6 separate regions of the Mus musculus genome follow, and all the other regions are linked to region 6. The links are chromatin contacts, called in public Hi-C, HiCAR-type, HiChIP or PLAC-seq and promoter capture Hi-C maps. All regions are on one chromosome and are shown on one strand. The core of a region is the stretch at or near the end of the contact, and the rest is flanking DNA. Distances in the headings are between cores, read along the strand shown.

Evidence for each region. Promoter capture Hi-C pulls out the DNA fragments that hold promoters and counts their contacts. A called contact is a pair of places that touch in the nucleus more often than the background predicts. HiCAR-type assays count read pairs that join an accessible place to other places. HiChIP or PLAC-seq counts read pairs in DNA pulled down with a chosen protein or histone mark.
Region 1: a contact with region 6 is called in a HiCAR-type map of astrocytes, with 6 times the contacts expected there. The contact joins the promoter of Noct here to the promoter of Pcdh18 in region 6. A contact is called at or near these places in 2 of 39 promoter capture datasets (cranial neural crest and hippocampal neurons) and 1 of 115 datasets of contacts at active chromatin or transcription factors (astrocytes).
Region 2: a contact with region 6 is called in a promoter capture Hi-C map of cranial neural crest. The contact joins the promoter of Ndufc1 here to the promoter of Pcdh18 in region 6. A contact is called at or near these places in 1 of 39 promoter capture datasets (cranial neural crest) and 1 of 115 datasets of contacts at active chromatin or transcription factors (astrocytes).
Region 3: an H3K4me3 HiChIP or PLAC-seq map of stem cell-derived neural progenitor cells shows a contact between it and region 6, with 6 times the contacts expected there. The contact joins the enhancer-like site here to the promoter of Pcdh18 in region 6. A contact is called at or near these places in 7 of 39 promoter capture datasets (cranial neural crest, embryonic stem cells, frontonasal cranial neural crest and 2 more), 1 of 484 Hi-C or Micro-C datasets (cardiomyocytes) and 2 of 115 datasets of contacts at active chromatin or transcription factors (embryonic limb bud and stem cell-derived neural progenitor cells).
Region 4: a HiCAR-type map of astrocytes shows a contact between it and region 6, with 7 times the contacts expected there. The contact joins the enhancer-like site here to the promoter of Pcdh18 in region 6. A contact is called at or near these places in 10 of 39 promoter capture datasets (the 3T3-L1 cell line, cranial neural crest, embryonic stem cells and 6 more), 4 of 484 Hi-C or Micro-C datasets (adipose-derived mesenchymal stem cells, nephron progenitors and uterus) and 6 of 115 datasets of contacts at active chromatin or transcription factors (the NIH/3T3 cell line, astrocytes, craniofacial prominence and 3 more).
Region 5: a Hi-C map of nephron progenitors shows a contact between it and region 6, with 4 times the contacts expected there. The contact joins the enhancer-like site here to the promoter of Pcdh18 in region 6. A contact is called at or near these places in 8 of 39 promoter capture datasets (cranial neural crest, embryonic stem cells, frontonasal cranial neural crest and 3 more), 22 of 484 Hi-C or Micro-C datasets (adipose-derived mesenchymal stem cells, cardiomyocytes, cerebellar granule neurons and 12 more) and 9 of 115 datasets of contacts at active chromatin or transcription factors (astrocytes, craniofacial prominence, embryonic forebrain and 6 more).

What each region holds. Positions count from the first base shown.
Region 1 is chr3:51,222,986-51,226,683 of GRCm38.p6, forward strand. Noct (nocturnin) reads left to right here and starts at 1,462. Exons shown (of 3, transcript NM_009834.2): 1 at 1,462-2,302. The coding sequence starts at 2,119.
Region 2 is chr3:51,406,975-51,410,546 of GRCm38.p6, forward strand. Ndufc1 (NADH:ubiquinone oxidoreductase subunit C1) reads right to left here and starts at 1,981. Exons shown (of 4, transcript NM_025523.1): 1 at 1,890-1,981; 2 at 1,171-1,274; 3 at 362-438. The coding sequence starts at 1,956. The coding sequence ends at 379.
Region 3 is chr3:50,881,146-50,884,651 of GRCm38.p6, forward strand. Gm37548 (a long non-coding RNA gene) reads right to left here. Exons shown (of 2, transcript XR_003954473.1): 2 at 2,092-3,506. Among named protein-coding and RNA genes, the nearest start is that of Gm37548, 6.0 kb to the right of the region's middle. Within about 2 kb of position 1,431, at least 48 of the 459 cell types and tissues checked have an H3K27ac peak or open chromatin away from gene starts, as enhancers often do. A contact at or near this core is called in stem cell-derived neural progenitor cells, where this site is marked.
Region 4 is chr3:51,168,229-51,171,901 of GRCm38.p6, forward strand. No RefSeq gene overlaps it. Among named protein-coding and RNA genes, the nearest start is that of Gm35891, 41 kb to the left of the region's middle. Within about 2 kb of position 1,388, at least 6 of the 459 cell types and tissues checked have an H3K27ac peak or open chromatin away from gene starts, as enhancers often do.
Region 5 is chr3:50,904,303-50,907,994 of GRCm38.p6, forward strand. No RefSeq gene overlaps it. Among named protein-coding and RNA genes, the nearest start is that of Gm37548, 17 kb to the left of the region's middle. Within about 2 kb of position 2,184, at least 109 of the 459 cell types and tissues checked have an H3K27ac peak or open chromatin away from gene starts, as enhancers often do. A contact at or near this core is called in cerebellar granule neurons, cerebral cortex, forebrain and 5 more, where this site is marked.
Region 6 is chr3:49,755,366-49,758,717 of GRCm38.p6, forward strand. Pcdh18 (protocadherin 18) reads right to left here and starts at 1,951. Exons shown (of 4, transcript NM_130448.3): 1 at 1-1,951. The coding sequence starts at 1,499.

The DNA of each region.
Region 1 (3,698 bases), core at 212-2,711, 1.5 Mb after region 6:
TCTCTGCTCCCTCTGCTGTGCTTTCTTGGCTACTGACAAACTGCTTACAGGAGTAAGAAAGGGAAGGGGGGGGAGAAAATGTGGTGTGTGGTGGGGGTTGGGGGAGGGAGGGAGTCAGCATCCATAGATCCATTACCTAAACTGTAAACCAACTGCTGTATTTTGTTCTATCTGCAAAGCACTTGCTACCTTCTTATGACCCTTTGCCTTGCCTAATGACTCATGGGCGATTGATTGCTGTACAGATAAGAAAACTGAGCCTCAGACGCTAATAATGACCAGCTAAGGAGTTCCTGGCCCCGATGCTGTCATCGGCTTGTCAGCTGATTCATCCGTATCCTGTGGGTGTTAGATGTTTTAGGCCAGGTCTGGAAAGCATTTTGAATCCTTGGTGACGATACTCATTCAAAGTTTCTTTTCCATTCCCGGTTAGGGTTAGTCACTCCTTACACAACCTACCTGAGGTATTTCTTCAACTCATTCTCTCCTGCTTCCCTCTCCGCCTCCCCCCACCCCTTCCCTCTCCATACCCCCTTAGGTGAGAATGTGAGTCTTGGGCCTCTCAAGTGCTGTGTAAGTGCTCCACCACTGAGCAACATCTCCAGCATTTTCCTGGAACATATGGCATCCGATTAAAACACAGCTCTGACCATATCCTAGCATCCCTGCAACAGAGCTGACAAAAATAAGGGTTTTCTCAAGAGAATGTGGGTGTGTGCATCTGACTCTCAGACTATTGAAACAATGGACCCCCCAAGAAATGGGAATTTCCTTCAGGAAACTCCTGCTGGGAAAAGGAAAAGGCCTTTGCTTGAGGGGGAATTCTTTCAGGAAGCGGGAATTCACACAGTTCTATCTAGTCAGATCGCTTTGACCCGGACTGCTGAGATGTGCATACCCCTGGCCTTCTATTTGAACTTTAATCTCATTTTGGGATCCCAGAGAGAGGTTAACTCTTCGTCCTTCTACCCCATGTGGGCATATTAAGTACATCTCCTTTTTTCAGTTTTGTTCGTTTGTATTCTTGTTGTTGTTTTGAGGGTTTTGTTTGTTTGGTGTTTTTCTGTTTCTTTGTTTTTATTTTGAGACAGAGCTTCACTGTGTAGCTCTGGCCGGCCGGATCTCTCCAGACCATGTTGAAGATCCGGGCCCCTGCCCCAGTGCTGAGATTAAAGGCGGTCGCCCTCACCGCCGCACCTGCTTTCCACTTTCAATTTGGCTTTTTCAGTGGTTTATTGGATGGATAATGCTTTAAATTCGGTAACAGTCCAAATTACGTCTGGCCCATCCCAAGCAGTTGTTTTGGGTTGGGGGGGGTTGTTTTGTTTTGTTTCCCCCCCCCCTCCCCAATTCCCTTAGCCTTCATTTTCCATAACTACAGTGCTGTCTCCCAGGTGTGACTTCCAGCCCTCCAATCAGGGCCCAGCTAGCTCCAAGGCCAATTCCACCAGACCTTCTGGCAGGACTGACGCTCAACGCCCTGCAGTCCGTTTCCGCCTCTCGTGCCTGAGGGGCGGATGCTTGTCGCAGCCGCCACACAAGTAGCCAGCGCGTCCTGGTGCCTAATCTCCTTCAGCACCGCGGAGCGTGGAGCCCACAGCTCGGGGAGGACGTTCTCCCAGACACGCGCTCGCACACACTCAGCGCTGGCACCAACCCGGGATTCCCAGCCTGTGGACGCTCCCATTGCAGCCGGCGGGAGGGGACAGAGGCTCCCGGAACGCCTCTCTAACGAATCCCCGCGGTGTCAGCCAGCCCCCAGCCTCCGCCCCGTGGGAGATCTACAGTCGCTGTCACTGATCCAGACGGTCCATTCTCGGCCGGAGCTGTCCGGGTCTGACTGCGCCCTGGTCGTGCGCGCGGATCCCCCCCTCTGCAGCCACCGCGTGGTAGCGCCCGCTCCGCCGCCGCTCGCCGGTTGCTCCCCGGCGCTAGCTCCCTCGCCTCAGTGAGCCGCCGCTGCTGCCGCCGCCGCGTCTGCCTCCCGGCACAGCTCGCCCGGTCGGCGCCGAGGGACGAGGAGGAAGGAACACCCCGCAGCGCAGCGGTCCCGCGCCACCCCCACCCCACCGTCGCCCGCCCAGCTCGGCCCGGCTCGTCAGCGCGGCGGCGCCCGGCATGTATCAGAGCCCGCGGCGGCTCTGCTCGGCCCTGCTGCTCAGGGACGCCCCCGGCCTGCGCCGCACACTCGTGCCCGGCCCGCGCCGAACGCTCGCCCCGCCGGTGCTCGGATCTCGGCCCAAGTCCCCGCAACTGCAGGCGGCGGCGGCCTCGGGCGCCGCGAGGTCGCGTCCCCGAACAGGTGAGCGGGAGCGCGGAATGAATGGGCGCCGCGGGCTGGTCCCCTGCGTTCACCCCGGCGTCGCGTCGGGAGGGAGGGAACGCCGCTCAGGGGGCCTCGCTTTCCGCGTTCGTGTCTGATCCCCCTGAATCCCCGGTGGCCACAGTGACCCCAGTCGCTAACGTTTTGCTTTACCCCTCACCCCCACCCCCCGATGCAGGGCGGTAACGCTTTGGTTGCAGACGGCTTGTGGACATCCTCATGAAGGGGAAAAAATATCTAAAAATGGCATGATCTTGGGTTTGCAGGGCCTACAGGCTCTGAATCTTCTCAAAGCCCTGGTAGTAATAGCACATGTTAACTCGTTACGCTCATTAATTTATTTATGTTTTGGAAGGGGGGGAGTCTTCCACTTCGTCTTAAATCCCTGGTAAATCAACCTTTCATGAAGTCAGTTCTGTACATCATCTTGTGTTTTTTAAGTGTCTCCTTTCTGCCTAAAAGCAGATTGCGACGGTCACAAACTACATATAAATCAAGTATGGCTTTTAAATGAGTAGTTTCTCCCTCAAATCTAGCAATTACTTAATGTAGGCGCTCCTTCAGAACCAGCAATTATTCCATAGTACTTTTCTAGAAAGTGTAATTTGGTTGTTACCTCAAATTAGGTTATTGCCGTCTAACATTCGGATGCAGTAACCATCCTTATTTTACTAGAGTACATTTTGAGAGAGTATTGGTTGAATTTAAGGACAGAGTGTACATTAGAACGTATAGGTTCCCTGTGGTTGTCTTTTGTTGCCTTTTTTTCCCCCCAAGACATGGCCATGGCTGTCCTAGACCTTGTCTATGTAGACCAGGCTGGGTTCGAATTTATAGAGATCCACCCGCCTCAGCCTACCGGATGCTGGGATTAAAGGCTAGCACGTGGCGCCAAGTTTCATGAGGCTTTCTTTAACGAGTTATCGCAGGGCAGTGGTGGCCCACGTCTTTAATCCCAGCACTTGGGAGGCAGAGGCAGGCAGATTTCTGAGTTCGAGGCCAGCCTGGTCTACAGAGTGAGTTCCAGGACAGCCAGGGCTATACAGAGACAGCTGTCTCAAAAAGGTAGGAAGGAAGGCAAGACTTTTGAAAGTCCAGGGTCGTGCCCCCACCTCAGGGTCTATAGAACCTTGGTGGGTTGTGGAATAACTGTTGGGATGGATAGCATCCCAGTAACACCATTTTCCTGTTGCTCGTCTCAAGGAGGAACATTGTTAGGTTTGGTGGTGGAAAGGTTGGCTGGTACCAGCCCCCTCCAACTCCTTCAGAAGCCGGATTTGTCATTAGGCACATCTGTGTGCACAGGTGGGTTATGTAGTTCAGAGCAAGGACAGCTGTGGTAATGGAGTCAAAGAGTTGGCAGTGTGAGGCTTCT
Region 2 (3,572 bases), core at 731-3,230, 1.7 Mb after region 6:
AGTTTCTGCAGTACTCGCATTACAGGTTTGCATGGCCTCATCCAGTACTGGTGTCACCCTGCAGGCACACTCCTTAAATCTCAGCACTTCGGAGGCAGAGGCAGGTGGATCCTAGTCTATATAATGCGTTCAAGGCTATGCAGTGAGACTCAGTCTCTCTTTTGATGCAGGGTCTCTTTACTTAGCCCTGGATGTCCTAGAACTCACTACTTAAACCAGGATGGCCTCAGAGAGACCTGCCTCCCTCTAGCCCTCTAGTGCTAGAACTAAAAAAGGCATGTGTCCTTGGAGTGGGACCCTGCCTCATTCACAAACACACAGATAAACTTCCATAATCTATGTCCTCTATAACTGTACTTACTGTATTATTTCCAAAGTTTATTCCAATCCATTTCTTCTTTTATACTCCAAAACATCTTCATTGTGTGTTTGGATGAGCTACAAGATAATGGTTAAAATTAGAAATGTGAGCTTCCAGCAGCTTAAAGACCAAGAAACCAAGTAGAGATCCTTATGTTTCATGAGAGAAATTGGGTGGATTAAAACAACTAAAAAGGTAAGAAATTCAAATTCAAAAATTATTAGTGGAATAATTTGTTGGCCACAGCCTGACATTAAATTTGAGAATGATACAGTGGAAAGCATATGGAATTATAAGAAGTGACACTCTAGCTGTTGAGTGTGTTGTAGGCTGGCTGATAAGTATATGCTATACTTTTGTGTACCTCTGTGTGTGTGTGTGTGTGTGTGTGTGTGTGTGTATGCAATGTCTAAATACAGTATGCTGTCCTTCCAACCTTAGAAGCCTCACACTGTGATTAAATGACCAACCCTCACCTCTGTGTATGTTAATTAGAAGTCAGAGAGCAGCTACTTTCTTAGAACCACAGTCTGACAGACTGTGTAACTAGAACAATGACTAATGCAATGATAAGATTCTTGGGAATCAAAGACCTAATTTCAATCCTTAATGATCTCCGCAGCAATTAAGCCTTCCATCAGGAAAAACTTTCAAAAATGTAGATGAACTTGGAGCCGCAGAGATGGCTTGGCAGTTAAGAGCATGTACTGCTTGCAAAGGACCCAAGTTTGGTCCCCAGGACCAACAACAAGCAGCTCAGAAATGTCTGTAACTTCAGCTCCAGGGGACTCGGTGAGTACGGTACTCACATAAATCCACATGAAAACCGAGGCGCCCACGGACAGTCCAACTGCCAACCAGTTAGGTTTGGCATTGACTGGCTCCCGGACATAGAACTTCGACCGTGTTGAAGCTGAAAAAGGAAAGAGAATATGTGTTTTATTGATGTCTGCGAGGAATATCTAACATATACTAGTGATGTAATTTTTGAGATAGAGGTTCTTGTAGTGCGGGCTGGCCCTGAATTCCTGATTGCCTGTCTCCACTTCCACCGGGCTGGGATTCCAGGCGCGCTCCACTACGGCTTTGTTGTCATTTGTCCTCTATCTGTTCGTCCCCAATTTAAAGAGTCAAGGAAACATAGTTCAAAGAACCTAAGTAATTTGTTCGGGGACACCAGCAGAGACAGAAGGTCGTCCTTGGTACTCAGGGCGCCTTCAAAGCTTGGGTTAAAGCCTCGTCGGCCCTCATAGGCTCTGGAGTGGGAGGTTGGGAGGCAGCCCCGGAAGGGTCTCCCAGACATTGAAAAGCCTGGGACAAAAAGACTCAAAATCCATTCGCAGAGGTCAGGGTTTAGCCTGGAGGAAAGCTGACGGCTAATGATGAGTGGAGAACCCGGCTCGCGGCCAGTGAAGGTCACTGCAGGTCGGCCTGGACCGCGACCTCCTCCTCCTCCGGAGATTCCAGGGTGGCTCGTGTTGGATGAGGGCTAGGCTGAGGGCCGAATGGGCTCTGAAAAGACACTCACAGCAGCTCGGCAGCCGGGCGGGGGCCAGCAGCCGCGAAAACGAGCGCAGCACTACGGACGGCGCCATCTTGTTCCGCAGGCTCCGCCTCTTCTCGGGTTGCTCGTTTGGCCGAGCTGGCACCGCCTTCTCCCTGCGCGCGCATCTCCGGTTGGTGGCGCAGAGCGCAGCGCCCCCTGGCAGCAGAACTGGGACTCGCAGGTGGGCCAGACTCCTACCTTCATTCAGTACAAGGTTCCCAAGAACCCGGACTTAGTGGGCTGTGAATAAAACAAAGGGTACGAAGAGGGTTGGGGCTGGGAAAGCAGTTTGTCCATCTCCAGGGTGCTGGTCAGGTTTACTACAGAGTTCGTTTGTCAGCCAAAAACTCGTGTGCTTTACACGAGTCATTACAGTGACTGTAGGATGTGCTGTGATTATTAGCATCTACTAAGAGATGTGCTCAAAGATAAACTTGTTGACGAAGGGAACTTTGTATTTGCAAAGGCTCTTAACAGTTCCTAAAATCCACTTATACTCAAAATCACATTGATTCCTCTCAGTCCTATGAGGTAGGTTCTGTTATTCATCGGGGTGGAATCCTACATCGCCGTCAAGTGCCTTACCACTGAGCTACATAGCCCCACATAGTTTTTTTTTTTTTGTTTTTGTTTTTTTTTTTAACTTTTTGAGAAAGGGTCTCGCTAAGGTTCCCATGCACTTGATCTTCCTGCCTCCTGAGGAGCTGGGATTATAGACCTTTGTCACCAGGCCCTGATAAAATTCTTATATATGGAGGCTGGAGAGATGGCTAAGCAATTAATAGCACTGCTTAGCCATCCAGAGGTCCTGAGTTCAATTTCCAGCAACCACATGGTGGCTCACAACCCTCTGTAATGGGATCCCATGCCCTCTTCTGGTGTATTTGAAGACAGTGACAGTGTACTTACATAAAACAAATAAGTAAATCTTTAAAAAAAATTTTTATAGATGTTAGATGACAGTGATCTGACTGGTTCAGATGGCAGAGGCATCCAGTGTGTGGTCCTCAGAACTCTAGATCTAGAGTCCATTAGCTCACTTAACAATGGGATTGGCTATAATGCCAGGAGCCTATATAGAACAAGATTCAAACGGTCATGTCTCTGTACCATTTGGGTATACTACATTTCAACAATATATTCTTTAGTTGTTACTTAATCTCTACTATAGTTGTCTATTGATAACGTAAAACTTATCCTTGTAGGATAGTTGGGAAGTTTAGGTGTTATCTGAAAGTACTAAATGCCCAGTTTGCCTATTCAAGACACTGTTTTCTTTTTAAATAATTTATTTTTATTTTAAGAACATTGCTGTTTTGACTGTATGTATCTCTGCATGAGAGTGTCAGATTCCCTGGAACAGGCGTTCCAGGCAGTTGTGAGCTGCCATATGGGTGCTGGGAGTGGAATCTGGGTCTTCTGGAAGAGCAGCTGGTGCTTCTAACCACTGAGCTATCTCTCCAGCCTCAAGTCACTATTCTTTAAAATATAAAAAACCAAAACTGTTGGGCTGGAGAGATGGCACATCGGTGCTCTGACTGCACTCTTCCAGAGGTCCTGAGTTCAATTCCCAGCAACCACATGGTGGCTCGCAACTATCTGTAATGGGATCTGATGCCCTCTTCTTGTGTGGGTCTGAAGACAGCTACAGGATACTCATATAAA
Region 3 (3,506 bases), core at 181-2,680, 1.1 Mb after region 6:
GTCATTTCCACATGAACCACAAGTTTAATAAGAGGAAATCACCGAGATTCCAAAATGCCACCCCAAATGACTTCTGCTGTTGCTGTTGTTTTGTTTGCTGGTTGACAATTTTGTTTTGTTTTTTCATGAATTAACCAAGCTTTGTCATGTCTAATATGCAAAACAAAAACAAACAAACAAGCAGAAACCACGCCTCTTGTCTGCTCGCTATAGGAGCTGTCCCATTTCGGTTATAGAAAGGCCACTGCTGCTGCTGCGGGTACACTTGCTGAATCTCTTTCCTCTGTTAAGGAACCATGCCTGGAACACAGGGTATCATATTCTGAACAAGTTCCACGTCCTTCCTGCCTCCAGGAAACCTCACAGTTGGAGCCTTGTCCTCCCTGGTGAGAGGTCATAGAAATGCTCTCCATTAATTATGGATGAAGATTCCCAGTGAGAGGTGAGCCAATAGCCAGACACAGAGACACTGTCCCAGACCCCAACCCTCTAGGGAGCAGAGACACTGAGGGAGACACTTATGACTGTCCTCCATTTTCTACCCAGTCACACACCCCACAGGGGGTGTGAATAAGGGAAAAGAAAGATCAAAGAGCAAAAGCTAACACCACAGGAGAAGGCAGAGAGAGTGGAAACATGGATAAAAGAGAGGGGAGGGCAAAGGAGAATGAAGGAGCTGAGAAGCAGGGGGCAGGCGGGAGGAGACAGAGTAGCAGAGATGGGGACCTTAATGAGGTGGCTGGGCCTCCGGTTCCTTTTCTCTCCTTGATATTTAACCGCCTTCCTAACTGAAGTGGGTGGGGCGGTGCTGGGGTAAGCCAGCTGCTGCCGTGCCACTGCCTCTGGACCGCTGGGTTCTGGTCTTCCTGGACCCTCACTGTGCCCTACACTGAAGTGTGGGAATGCCTCTGAAGTGTGGGGAACTTGAAAGTATCCACTGGTAGACAGCTCAGCTCTTCCAACAAAATCCATTTCCGTCAAATTATCACTAGTGGCAGTGATAGAAAAATTAATGATTTCTTGAAGGGACTATTGTATTTAAATATTTCAAGCCTGTTGGTGTGATGTGTGTCAGCGAGAGAGAAACATATTGACTGGGAGCCACAGCTAATGCTGGCTTTTATAAATATCCTGTCAGATAAATAATGGCTCTCAATGGATCCGGTATGATGTACGGTTCTAAAGCAAGCAGGGTTTTGCCAAGAGGCTCAAAGGAGACTGCCATGACAATGGCATAAGCTGAATAATGGGATTTTTTTTCGTTTATCTTCTGTACCAGAGAAAGAAGCGGTAGAGAGGTTTGCTCGGTGGGCACCAAGGACAGAGTAGATTGATTCTTCAGATTTCACAAAGGATCCAAACTTCTGAGGCTTCTACTGAAAGCCTCCCGCATACCAAACAGCAATCCCTATTTGCATTTGAATCCGTCCATCCAGCAGGCTGGCCAAACCCAGGCACCCCAGGATTACCCTGCTGCCACAGGGAACAGCTCCTCTTGGCTCACAGGAGAAAAATCAAGAGCCTACAAGTGCCAATCGGGATCAATCACTGTCTGAGCAGTGTAGACTATCCAACCTTATATTCTATCATCCCCCTCCCTCCCCTAACTGTCCCTTCATGTCACAGGGAATGGAAACCTGATTAGGAAAAGTGAACGCTCTCAGTTTGCTTCCTATGAAGAAGAACCAGTATTAACTGAAGGGAGGGATGAAGGAGAGGTTTAAATTGCTAAGTAGATACTGTTCTCTGTGGATTCTGTGTGTTCTTCTCCATGGATCCCAATATCCACAGACAGATGAAGACTGTCAATAAACACTGGCATGGCCACGATTCATCCTCAAAACACGTTAGCTGCCAAGAAGTTGCAGAGTTCCAAATTCCCAAGCACCTGATTCAAAAGGAGACAGTTAAATTGGACTCTTCCAACCTACTCCGGTTTAACACTACCTTCTCCTAAGGCAATTAAGACTCTCTGTGCTCAAGCAGATAAACAGAGTTGAAAATTAATTAGAACGTGAAAAAGATGAGGATATGAGGATGAGCTAAGGGGGGAAAAACAAACCATGTTGATCAGCAATAATTCAAAAGAAGTCATCTTAACTGAAGTCAATTTATTAATAGGTTAACGTGACATAGAACTCTCAAAAATACAAGTTCAGGGATAGCAATATAGCTCAGTGATCGAGGTACTACCAGATATGTAAATACCTTGGCCACCAACACTATATATATGTGTGTGTGTATACATATATATGTGTATGTGTTTGTGTGTATATGTGTGTGTGTGTATATACACAAGAGCAGATACACACACACACATGTATGTATAATGTTTAAATCAAACTTGTTCTTATATAACCACTATCCTACCTGTCCTTAGACACATGAGGCCCCTACATGTTCCTGCTAGGACTCCATCTGGGATAAAGTGTAGGGAAAAGAAATTACAACTCATCTGCATGGTTCTTCGGTTTTTGCTTGGATGAGAATGGAGACACATTTTTCCCACCTCCCCAAACACCATGGCTATTTGTTTACACAGTAACTTTAGCTTTGTCACATAACTATAAATAAATATTACTTAATGACAGGGCACATTCTAAGAGACAATTCATCATCCAATGATATTGTTGCAGTATAAGTATTCAGAGGATATTGACACAAACTACACATATTCAAATGGTAGAACCTATGATACACCTGAACTATATGGAATATACAGTCTGCCATTGATCAAACCATCATTTCAGTGCTCCAGTATGTTTATATGTACGCCACTGTCTATAAGTGGACTCTGTTAAAAATCAAGCCTTCCAGAGACACAGAAAGCCACACCATATCTTGTGCCAAGTAGAGTCACACTGGGGACCTGACGACTTGACTTTTCTATCACATAAATGCTTTATCAGGATAAAGCTTGGCTCTCTATCATAGGAAACAATGACAGCCTCCAAAGAAAAACATGATAGATGTGTAACCTCCCTTGGTCTCATATACTTTTTAACTTTCTATTGATTCTTTGTGACTTTCCCATCATGCACTCCGGTCCCACTCATCTCCCTACCCCCTCATATCCACCCTCCACCCTTGCAACCTCCCTCCCAAAGAAAATAAAAGCACACAAGCAAATAAACAAAACAAACATCAGAGAATACATTTTGTTGTGGAAGCTGTTGTGTGTCACAATGTGTCCCACAGGATATCCCGCTGTCCATACATCTTCACTTGCAAATCTTCATTGCAATGAGTCATTGATCTGGTTCGAGATTGCTGGCTTCTGTAACACCTTCAGTACTGGATCCTCACTGGAACTCTTCCTGGTTATCCTATTGTTGCCCTGTGTCTCAGAGATCCTGCAGCTTTGGATCAGCCGGGCACACCCTATCATGTGTTCCAACAGTTCACAGATGATGTAGATCTTGGAGTGGGCTGACTCAAAGCTCTGGGTCTGGGCCTGTGTGGTACCTGAGCTGATCTGCCTCCTGGCTCTCCCGCATCTGTAGCAT
Region 4 (3,673 bases), core at 138-2,637, 1.4 Mb after region 6:
ATTATTTAAAAGTCCAAAGTCTCTTCTGAGCAGGTGGCTACCTTCATACTCAGAGAGGAAAATCCTTATTCACATCTAGCATCCCTTCCTCACTTTAGAATAGCAGCAGCAAATAGCAGTTGTGTGTCTCCAGGTGATGGAAGCGCGTGCCTTTAATCCCGGCCCAGGAGGCAAAAGCAGGTGGATCTCTGAGGTCGAGGCCAGCCTGGTCCACAGAGCAAGTTCCGGGACAGCCAGGTTTGTTTTAGAAAAAAAGAAAACTGGATAATGGCCTATGGAGGGCTGGACATGATGCCCATAATACAGGTCAGGAAGACCATGAGTCTAAGACGAGTCTAGGCCACATAATGGATTCAAGAGCAGCCTGGGTCTAGTGAGTTCCAAGCCAATGTGGGCTACTGAGTAAATCCCTGATTCAAAGACTCCAAAAGAGGGGTACTAAGAGGACCAGCTGAGCTGGATTAGGGTGCCATTCCTGGGCCTTCATCTAACCTTAATTACCCCCTAAATGGCCTATTTAGGGATGAAGGCATAGCTAGAGATTAAGCCTATAGAGTCTCAATTTTTCTATCATGGTACACTCAAGCCTGAGCCTGTTGTTAAATACTATCACCGTGGCAGCCAGGCAGTGTTGGCCCACACTGTGAATCCCAGCACTCAGGAGACAGAGGCAGGCATCTTTGTGAGTCCAAGGCAGCCATAGCTACATAGAGAAACTCTATCTCAGGAAAAAAAGGCGGGGAGGGGGCAGTAAACTTTGTGGACTGGAGAGATGTCTCGGTAATTAAAAGCACTGTCTGCTTTCAATCCAGAGGACCAAGGTTCAATTCCCAGCAACCACATGGAAGCTGACAACTGTCTGTAACTCCACTTCCAGGGATCTGACGCCCTCACACCTATTCACATAAATCATTTTTTAAAAAAATGCTGTTGCATTGGCAGTTAGAGCTTCAACGCACAGGTTTTGAGAGACAGTTCAATCCCTAACAGTGACACGCCTTCACGGGATACAATGACATCACCAGGCGGCAAGACACGGTGAGCACAGGGGGCCCTTCTCATTTTCCTGTTTCCTGTCATACCCGCTATCGCTGGAGGCTTTTATCCCGAGTACGTTGGCAGGGCCTGCATATGCATGTGTATCTGTGTGTGGTACAAGCTCCGAGGCCTTGTAACAGAGATGATGTATCCCCACTGAAGAGAAATGACAGTCCGAATGAGGAGAAGAAGCCAATTTGTCACTTAATGCAGAGCCTGATTGTGCTGCAGCAGGAGCCTCACACCGAGATTGATTACAAACAAGATGACATTTCCCTGCGGGCCGCCTCACGCATTATTATAAATAAATACCACTCGCTTTAGCATCTGCATGGCCATCGATCGAGAACACATTCTTCTGTGCCTTGGGTTCACAGTAAATATCCCGGGGACCACGACGGCCTTTCTTCAATGTGTAAAAGCAGCGTGGCCTCACATGGGACAGTTTCATAAAGTGGGGACTGTCACACAGTCCATGAGAAAAGAAAGCACACACGGAGGCGAACTGACCCTAGGAGTTCATTTCCGAGAAAACTTAGCCTTAAACTGTGGTGGGGCTTTGTTCCAAAGGCTTCGGCAGCTGGACAAAGGCGCGGAAACCTGTGAGCCCAACACTCCAGACGATCCCGGACTCCACAGTGAGACCTTGCCTCTAAGGAGAAGAAGAAGAACACACAGTCTATAGCCCCTCAACAGCTGTTTGGGGGTTGTTTGGAAGTTTGCTTTTTTTAATCATTTTTTTGTGTGCGTGTTTCACATCAGCCCAAGAGAATCAGTTGTGATCTGGGAGTCTTTCCTGAAAAAAAATCACAGTGGAATTTTCGAGATGGAAATAAATCTGTTAAATTTCGAATATCTCTTTTGCCCTTGCCCTGACTGCTCCAAATCTGTCATCTTATGAGTTTCAAATAAATAAGTTATTTTAACCAGCAAAATATAGAGTGACTGTTTTCTATTTATTTCTTTACGCTTTGCTTCGGTGCAAGGGTGAATTTGATCTGCCTGCGGAAATTTTTTTTTTTTCATTTCAGTATCTCTCCACTCATTTTCTATATTCCCCTCCACCTCCTTTTGAAGCTTTTCTATCTGCTCCATCTTTCCCTCCTACATAAACCACGAGTTTGGCATGTTTCTGGCGTGACGTGAGTGCCCCCTGCTGTCAACGATGGTGAACAGCTCCGCAACCAGGCAGGTTCAGACCAATACCGCAGATGGAGAAAAAAACACTACATCCCTGGGCAAACACTGGTAGGATTGTTAAAATGAATAATTTATTAAATCGCGATTGTTTATTGACATCCCTTTCATTATTTACTTCTCAGTTATTAAACATACTCGTGGAGTGCCTGGGTGTTAGCCCTTGGCCCACTCCAACGCTTTTTCCCAGGCAGGGATGGAGCCAGCCCCGTGATTCTCTCTATCCAAGACATTTTCGATCTCTTTTGTCAGGTCGGGGTCAAACTACAGTTGTTCCATGATGACTTTATCAATTCTCAGCTGATAGACTCTAAATGAAAAACTGCCCGCTGCTGCCTCGCCGCCACTTAAGAAGGGGGTTATCTGGGTAATATTCTGTCAATCAGGCAGGGTCTGCGACAGACACCGGGAGTCAAGTGAAATAGGAGGAGAAGATGATTTCAATGTTTTTATTAGTCATTGTCCCCCACATCAAAGACTAGCTGACAGCCATCCCTGTCTGTCCTTCCAAGTCAAAAAGATAAGGGAAGGAAGCCACGCATGGACATTTGAGGGCATGCTCCATTCTGAAGGAAATCAGCAAGTCTGTGTCTTACAGAACGATACCCGTCAGCCCTCACAATGGGGTGGGTCCAGGTCAAAAGCACCAGGCTCCAATGGGAGGAGCATGTCCCAAAAAGAAAAGCTCTAACCCCAGACTTGAAGATACATGCTAGTCTGCACCCGGGAGAGGCCTTGGCTTTTAAGGACAAACTCAAGTTTCCCGGTGGTTTGTTCTCATACAATATATTCGGGTGGCACTTCTCCCTTCTCCCAACTCCTCCTCATTTTTAACAATGCAGGAGTTCAGAAAGGTGTATGTGTAGTATCGATAGATAGATAGATAGATAGATAGATAGATAGATAGATAGATAGATAGATAGATAATGAATAAATGAACCTCAAGGCCAAAAAAAAAAAAAGTGAAAGTTAACAAATTTCACTCTAAAACCCCAAATCTTAAAACAAAGAAGTGATGGTGAGATGGGTCAGTGGGTCAAAGTGTTCACCCTGCATGCCTCGAGATTCCACACTGAAAGGAACAAACCAGCTTCGCTGGCTTCCACACTCAAGCCCACATCCCCTCACACGGTGGAGTACGCCTTTAATCCCAGCACTCAGGAGGCAGAGGCAGGCGGATTTCTGAGTTCAAGGCCAGCCTGATCTACAAAGTGAGTTCCAGGACAGCCAGGACTTTTCAGAGAAACCCTGTCTCAAAAAACCAAATAAATATAAATAAATAAATAAATGAATAAATAAGAGAAAGGCTAATTGATCATGATTGTTATTAGTACACATAGCATAAGTCTCCTCTCCCCCTCCCTCCCTCCTTCCCCTCCCCCTCTCCCCCCTCTCCTCTCTCCCTCCCCTCTCCCCTTTCCCCTCCCCCCTCCCCACT
Region 5 (3,692 bases), core at 934-3,433, 1.1 Mb after region 6:
ACACACACAGAGAGAGAGAGAGAGAGAGAGAGAGAGAGATCATCTCCTTTGTGGACATAATGGTTACAGGAGTCTTTCACTGCCCAATAGAGTATCCATTGGCCATAGATAACTGTTGAACTTCACATTAATTCTAATTAAAAATTCAGCTCCTTAATTGCACTGGCCATGGTTCAGGTGCTAATGGCCACATGTGGTCCCTGCCCCCCCCCCGGTGTTGGACACAGCAGATGATAACCTCTCAGCCATTGCAGGAGGGTCTGCTACACTTCCCACCTCTAATGCATTCCACTCGAATGAGGCTCCCTGGCCCGTAGCTTCAATGGGAGCCTTTCTCAAGGCAAAGGAGAAAGCCTTAAAAAGCTGTGCGATAGAGAAAAGGAATCCACATGGCCCAAGAGACGCAGCCAGGCAGCCCAACCACAGCTTCCAACAGGAGCACGGAGACTCTCCACAGGAACCCTCGAAGAGGGCAGAGATGCCAGCGATTGGAGCATCTCCTGCCAAAACTGACAGCTCCTTTCCCACGGCCTGAGGGTTCACTGGAGAGTTACAAGGAGCAGAGCGAGTCCCTCATAATAATTAAAATGCAGGAAGAGGGTAGTCCTAGCACCCAGGGCCTGGGAAGCCAAGACTGCCAGCATGATTACATAATTGAACTGTCTCACCTTGCCCAGTCAAGTGAGATTCCAAGGAGGGTAATTAATCTTCCCGCTGCCTGTTAGTCCCTGCCCTGCTCAAAGTCAAGTTTCCCAACAAGAAGAGAAGAAAAGGGGAGGAGGAAGGAGCCAGGTAGTAACACCGAGGGGAAACTTTAATCTGGTCTTTGTGAACTCCCAACACAAAGGCAGAATTAACACTGTAATTGTATGCAAACATCAGAGAAACAAAAATGACTCCCCCCACCCCCACCCCCGCAAGAAACTCTGCCTCATGTCACCATGACCCTGCAAACTCAGAAAGAAAACAGTGTTGGAGACTAGAAAGAAAGGCAAGTGAACACCTCCAGCCTCGTGTGGTCTCACGTTAGTCATTAGCCAAAAGCAAATCCCAAGTGGGTGAAGGGCATGGTGATCGGTCACGGCGTGAGGGTTGAAATGGGGCTCGTTCACTGGACAAATATTTACTATGCACCTTCAACACCAGGCACTCACTCACTGTCCGGGAGCATAGGGAAGCCGCCCCTGAGCTGGTGGAGCTTGAGTTTCTCAGCTCAAAGGCTGGATTTGGTCTCAGTGTGACTTAGGGGTCCATTTCAAAGATGCAACTACTCCCCACAGAGCGATGGTTTGACTCCTCTGAAAGTGTCTCCATGGCTACAATCCCTAGAGAAGGGCCAGAACCATGGAAATTAAGAACCTAGTTTTGTACAAAAAGGAAAGGAGTAAGTAACTTTCTAGCCAAACTCCATGGAACTCCACAAAATCACGGGCCACACCGAGGGGCAGCCCACAGAAGGTCTGGGCTCTGCCTTGGAGGAAGCAATGTGGGAGACCTGGTATTTGACAACAACGCAAGAACGGTAAGCTGAGAAAGGCAAGGCAAACAAAAGTGGAAGGTATAATATATATACATATAATCATAATAATCTCACTGCATACCCACCACCACCCCTAAGCATGTATTTATGAACTGACGTGATATGGCCCAGAAAGTCTTAATACTACAATATTAAATCCCGTCCACGGGAGAAGCGAAGACGGCACATTATAACAAAGACAGTTGGGCTCTGCGTTGTTGGTTTTCTGGTGCTTGCTAATGTTCTGGTTTTTAGCTTTGCTCACGTAGATGTTATGTTCCTTTAAAGGGCTCCCTTCCTGCCAGACCGTTTTTTCAACCAAAGTGCAATGCTGCCCCCTCGTGGCTGAATGCCGTGAGCGCGCACGCAGAAACCCAGCCTTCGCAAAGCCGACTCTACCCGGATTTCATTTTGCCATTTTTCCCCGTCTTCCAAAGTGCAACTATTTCATCTTTAAAGATTCACCGCTCGGGGGTATTTTCTGGCTTACACGCTAATCAACACGTTATTTTCTTCTATAACAGGAACCGTGCTCTGGTTACTTAACGAGGGGGAGTTGTGGGTATGTGGCGGCTTTCTCCACTTTGTGCTTTATGAATTAAGTGATCTCCCCAGAGAAGCTCAGAAATCAGGCCTATTCCATGTAACCTTTAGAATCCTGACTGGGATTCTCACTGGGGAGGCGTTCCCAGAGAGCGCCAGCTCAAGGAGATCAATGCCTGACAGACCATCCCACTCCCAGACAAATGTATTTGATTTCAGTTCAACCTTCGATTCTCATACTGAAACCAAAAGCTCTGAAAATAGCAATGCAGGTGAAACACTGAGCTGGGGAAAGGCTCCTTCCCGGGTTGAGCGAAAGAAAACAACACTCCCAGCTTAAAGAACGGCAGCCTGCATGGAAACACTGTGTGGGGCAGGTGGAGAGCTAACAGGGCAGCTCGCTTCGCCACGATCTGGGTCCAGCCACCGACCCGTCCCTGTATTAACAACCTGAGAATATGTGGAAATGCAAAGACGAGGGTCATCCAGAGCTACTGAATGCTAAAATCTGCCTCTAGGTCTTAGAAGTCTGCACTTTGACCAAGGTCCCCCAATGGTTTATAGCACCCAGAACTTTGAAAACCACTGAGTAATATTTAATAAGAGTCTTAACCTCCATTAAGAAGATACTGTTATTCTGAGATTTTTCAAATATCACAAAGCTGCAGAATAACCAGAGTGGGGTGGGGAGGGAGGGAGAGGAGGAGGGGAGAGGGAGAGGGAGAGGGGAAGAGAGAGAGAGAGAGAGAGAGAGAGAGAGAGAGAGAGAGAGAGAGAGAGAGAGAGAGAGAGAGAGAGAGAGAGAGATTACTTTCCTTTGATTTCTATCAAATTAAAAAGATGTTGCCTGACAACCCAAGAGTCCAACCAGTAAACACCGATAACCATCAACAAAAGTCATGATCACCACTTGGCCATGGCTGATGAGAGTTATCAATGGGATCAGCAACCTCAATGATAATACTTTTGAAAGTCCCTAAGTACAAAATATAAACCAGCTCATTCTGTGGTAACATTCGCTGGATCTGAGGGTAGGAGAGCCTACAGATACCTGCAGAGCATTTTTTTTCCTTGAGAGTAAGAGACCTACCAAAGGTAACCAAGATAGAGGACTGAGAAGTAAGAAAGGCAGAGGGAGGGAAAGAGGAAGGGGAAGGGCAGGGGAGATGAAAGGAGACAAGGGGACCAGAAAAGAGAAGGGGGAGGAGAGAGGGAGAGAGGGGGGAGGAGAGAGGGAGAGAGGGGAGGGGAGGGGAGGGGAGGAGAGGAGAGGAGAGTTGAAAAGTTTCACACCCTTTCAGAGGCTGGGGGGATCCCCTGCTTCTCCAGGCTGGGGATCCCAGTAGAAACCTACCCTCCCCGACTTAATAACAGACTACCCTGGAAATCAAAACCTGCCTGGTCATCAAGAAAAACTAAACAACAGCTGCAGGGAAAGGTCTAGAAGCATGCGTGACTCTAGAAGAATGGCTTTTTGTTTTATTCGGGGGACAGGTACTTGAACCATGTCAAGTCTGTTTGTTCTGGAAGAAAACTCGAATATTACAGGGCATCCTTTAGCTTGATATAGAATTTCAATATATCTCTGAAAGTGGGCTCTAAGTCACCAACACCCACAGACAGCAGAGGC
Region 6 (3,352 bases), core at 701-3,200:
ACATGTCCGTTTTCACCAAGATCTGGATCAGTGGCTGTAACTGTGGTGATATACGCCCCTGGTGAATTATTCTCTGAGATGACAAATTCATATCGGCTCCTCTGGAAGCGAGGTGGATTGTCATTTATGTCATTGATTTGAACAGTAAAATGTCTCACTGAGGAGAGGCTTGGTGTTCCCTTGTCCTCAGCAATCACAGTCAAACTATACTCAGATCTCTTTTCTCTATCCAGAGTGGCATTGGTCAAGATCAAGTAGTTATTTTCATATGTCTTCTGAAGTTTAAAATGTCCATGCCCATGAAGCTTACAGATTATTTCCCCATTCAGCCCAGAATCCTTGTCTTGAACCCTGACGATAGCAACGAATGTATCAATGGGATCCCCTTCAAAGACATAAGATACTTCTTCTTTTCCAGGGGACATGAGATTTATGCTAATTTCAGGTTTATTGTCATTGACATCCACAACCTTAATTATAATTTTGCAATGAGCAGGAATGGAATTGGGACCCAAATCTTGGGCTTGAACGTCTATCTCATAGGACTTGGTGATTTCATAATCCACTGGCTTGAAAAGAGTCAAGTGGCCTTTTTCTGAGTCGATCTTAAAAGTCTCTATAATTTTGGGAGACACATGACTGCTGAAAGAATACACAATTCTCCCATTAGCGCCCTCATCTGGATCGGTGGCATTTAGATCAAGGAGCAAGGTTCCAACTGGGGAGTTTTCTAAGAGTTGTATTGTGTAAGAAGGCTGCTCAAAGGCCGGGCTGTTGTCGTTGGAATCCGAAATGCTGATTTTCAGGATGGAGGAGCCAGACCTCTGAGGCACTCCCATGTCGGAGGCGGTGAGCTGAAGCTCGTAGCTAGCCTTCAGCTCCCGATCCAACTCTTTCACCACTATGAGTTCAGCGTACTTGGCCCCGTCTGTCCTGGTTCGCACTTCGATATTAAAATAATCATTAGCAGAGAGCGAGTAGGTGTGGAGGGAATTTTCCCCAACATCTGGGTCGAACGCACTGTCCAGGGGGATACGAGTCCCAACTGCTGCGCTCTCCGATATCTCAATGGGAATGACGGGTCTCGAGAATTGGGGGGAATTGTCATTAATGTCCAGCACGTCCACTTCAATGTGGAACAGCTGCAGATGCTCGGTCGGCAGAGTGAGCACATCAAACTCTATCGAACAGTTCAAGTTTTTTTGGCATAGTTGCTCGCGGTCAATTTTAGCCCCTATGCTGATTTCTCCGGTATTCTCATTTACGACCAGGAGAGGAGAATTCCCCCGTGGCATGGCTCGAAAACGAACAGCAGAAGGATTTGGTAGCTTCAATAAAACATCAGCCACATCTTCTGATAGTCTAGCAATTACCGATCCGACCCTCTGCTCCTCATAAATCCTGTATTTCAGATTCTTAGCCAGGACATCGTGGCTGAAAAACGCCATCAGAAGTGCAAGTGCAAATCTAAAGTGCATTTTAGTATTCATTTGGTGCATTGGTCAGTTGCTAGATTCCCTTCTCAGGGCGAGTTAGAAGAGCCCAGCAATCCCTTCAACTTCCTCCCAGCCACTCAGAGCTCTAAGCCACATCGGGTCTCAGAGTCTTGAAAGCGACTCTTAATCACACAGCAATTAAACAGCTCGCAAACTTCAGTTTTCATACACACCGTTTGGCGACTTCCAGATAGGAGCGTGAAGTCCCTTCCTGGTAGGGGTGGCCGCTGGTCCTCCTGGCTGGGAGCAGCGTGTCACCTCGGCCTGGCTCCCCGCGTGGACTCCGTCCCCATCTATTGCAGGGTGCTGGCGGAGTCTGCAGTCTGTGTTTCCCGGGCGATTCTTGATTTTCCCCCCTTTCCTTTTCTCTGCTCCGCTGCAGACTAAACACCGGTGATTGCTGACTCCAGTCTGAAAATCTCTACAACTTCACTTCAACTCAGACAAAGCTCTTTGCCTGGCGTGTGTTGAATCGCTTCCAGCCAATCAGCGAGCTTCCAAATCCGAAGCTGCTGGAGTCACCGGAGCGAGGGAGGGCGCGCGTGGAGGGTGGGAGCGGGAGGGTGGCGGGCGCGGGTTGGGGACCCGCTAGGGGCGCGGGAGCGCGGCCGGGGGTGGGGTTCAGCCCTCCCGCCCCTCCTCCATCTCCATCCACTTTCTCCAAGCGTGCCGCGACAAAGGGGAGACAAATTACAGCAGGAGAGCGGTGTGGGGGTGGGGAGACCGGGAGGGAAGGAAAAAGAAAGGAAGAAAAAAACTTTAAATCAACTTCTGGTCGCCTGTATTTATATATGGCACATTAAATAGTTCTTGTTTTCTTAATTGATCTTTTCTTCTGCTACAAACATGTAATCATCTTGCTTTTTTCAGGGTTCCTTAACTGCTGGTTTCACTTAAAATACCTCCAAGTGAATTTTGTCGGTGGAGGAATTTAATAAAATGGGGAAACTTGCTTCTAATTATGCACACACCCCCTCCCCCTCGGCGGGTCTTTTCTCCTCCAAGGAGCAGCAAGCCGATTTTCTTGGAGCTCTGTTTTAAAGAACAGCCCAAGTGGAGAGGTTTCATTTTCTGCTTTCTTTCATCTTTACTCTTTGAAGATAAGAAAGGGGCCTATCTTGCACTCCCGATTTCTCTTAATTAGCAAGATTTAAAGGAACACCTCAGAGTTTGGAACTAATTAGCAAAAAAATTCTACCTTATTTCAGCCCTTTCTTTAGCTTGAGCAAAATTGTTCCATATATATATATATATATATATATATATATATAGCCTTGCACTTAAAAAAATCCTATTTATTTTGGGCAAAATTGATAGCTTGGGTAAAATTGGTAGCCTTCGCCTAGCGAATTCTTCCAATAGAGTACTATCTACCCATAGTGAGTTTTCACAATGAGTTCTGAGGAGACATGGACTCAATAGTTTACAAGTCAAATTTTTATAATACATACATTATTTATGAAAACAGTTTCCAGATATGTATTTTAAAAACCCAAAGGTTGTTTACACTGAGAAATAAAATGCCTGAGCTGAAAATTGCATTTTGTGTGCATCAGAGTGCTGGAAATATCTCAGGAGGTTGGTGCTGTATCCAGGTCACGGGGTTGATATGGTATTCTTATTGGGAAATATGATTATTTATGATGCTCCTTCTGCTCTGCGGCTCCTTTTAAGTTTATCACTCTGGCTCCATTCTTGCTCACCCTCCCCACCCCCCCTTTGCATTATCCCTCAGCTGTCTTCAGCTACTTGCAAATTCTGTGCTTCACAGAATCTCCATGTAACTTATTTGACATTTATTTTTCTCCTATTTTGCCCCCCAGAAACACATTTTTTTAAAAAGTAATTTTCTGATT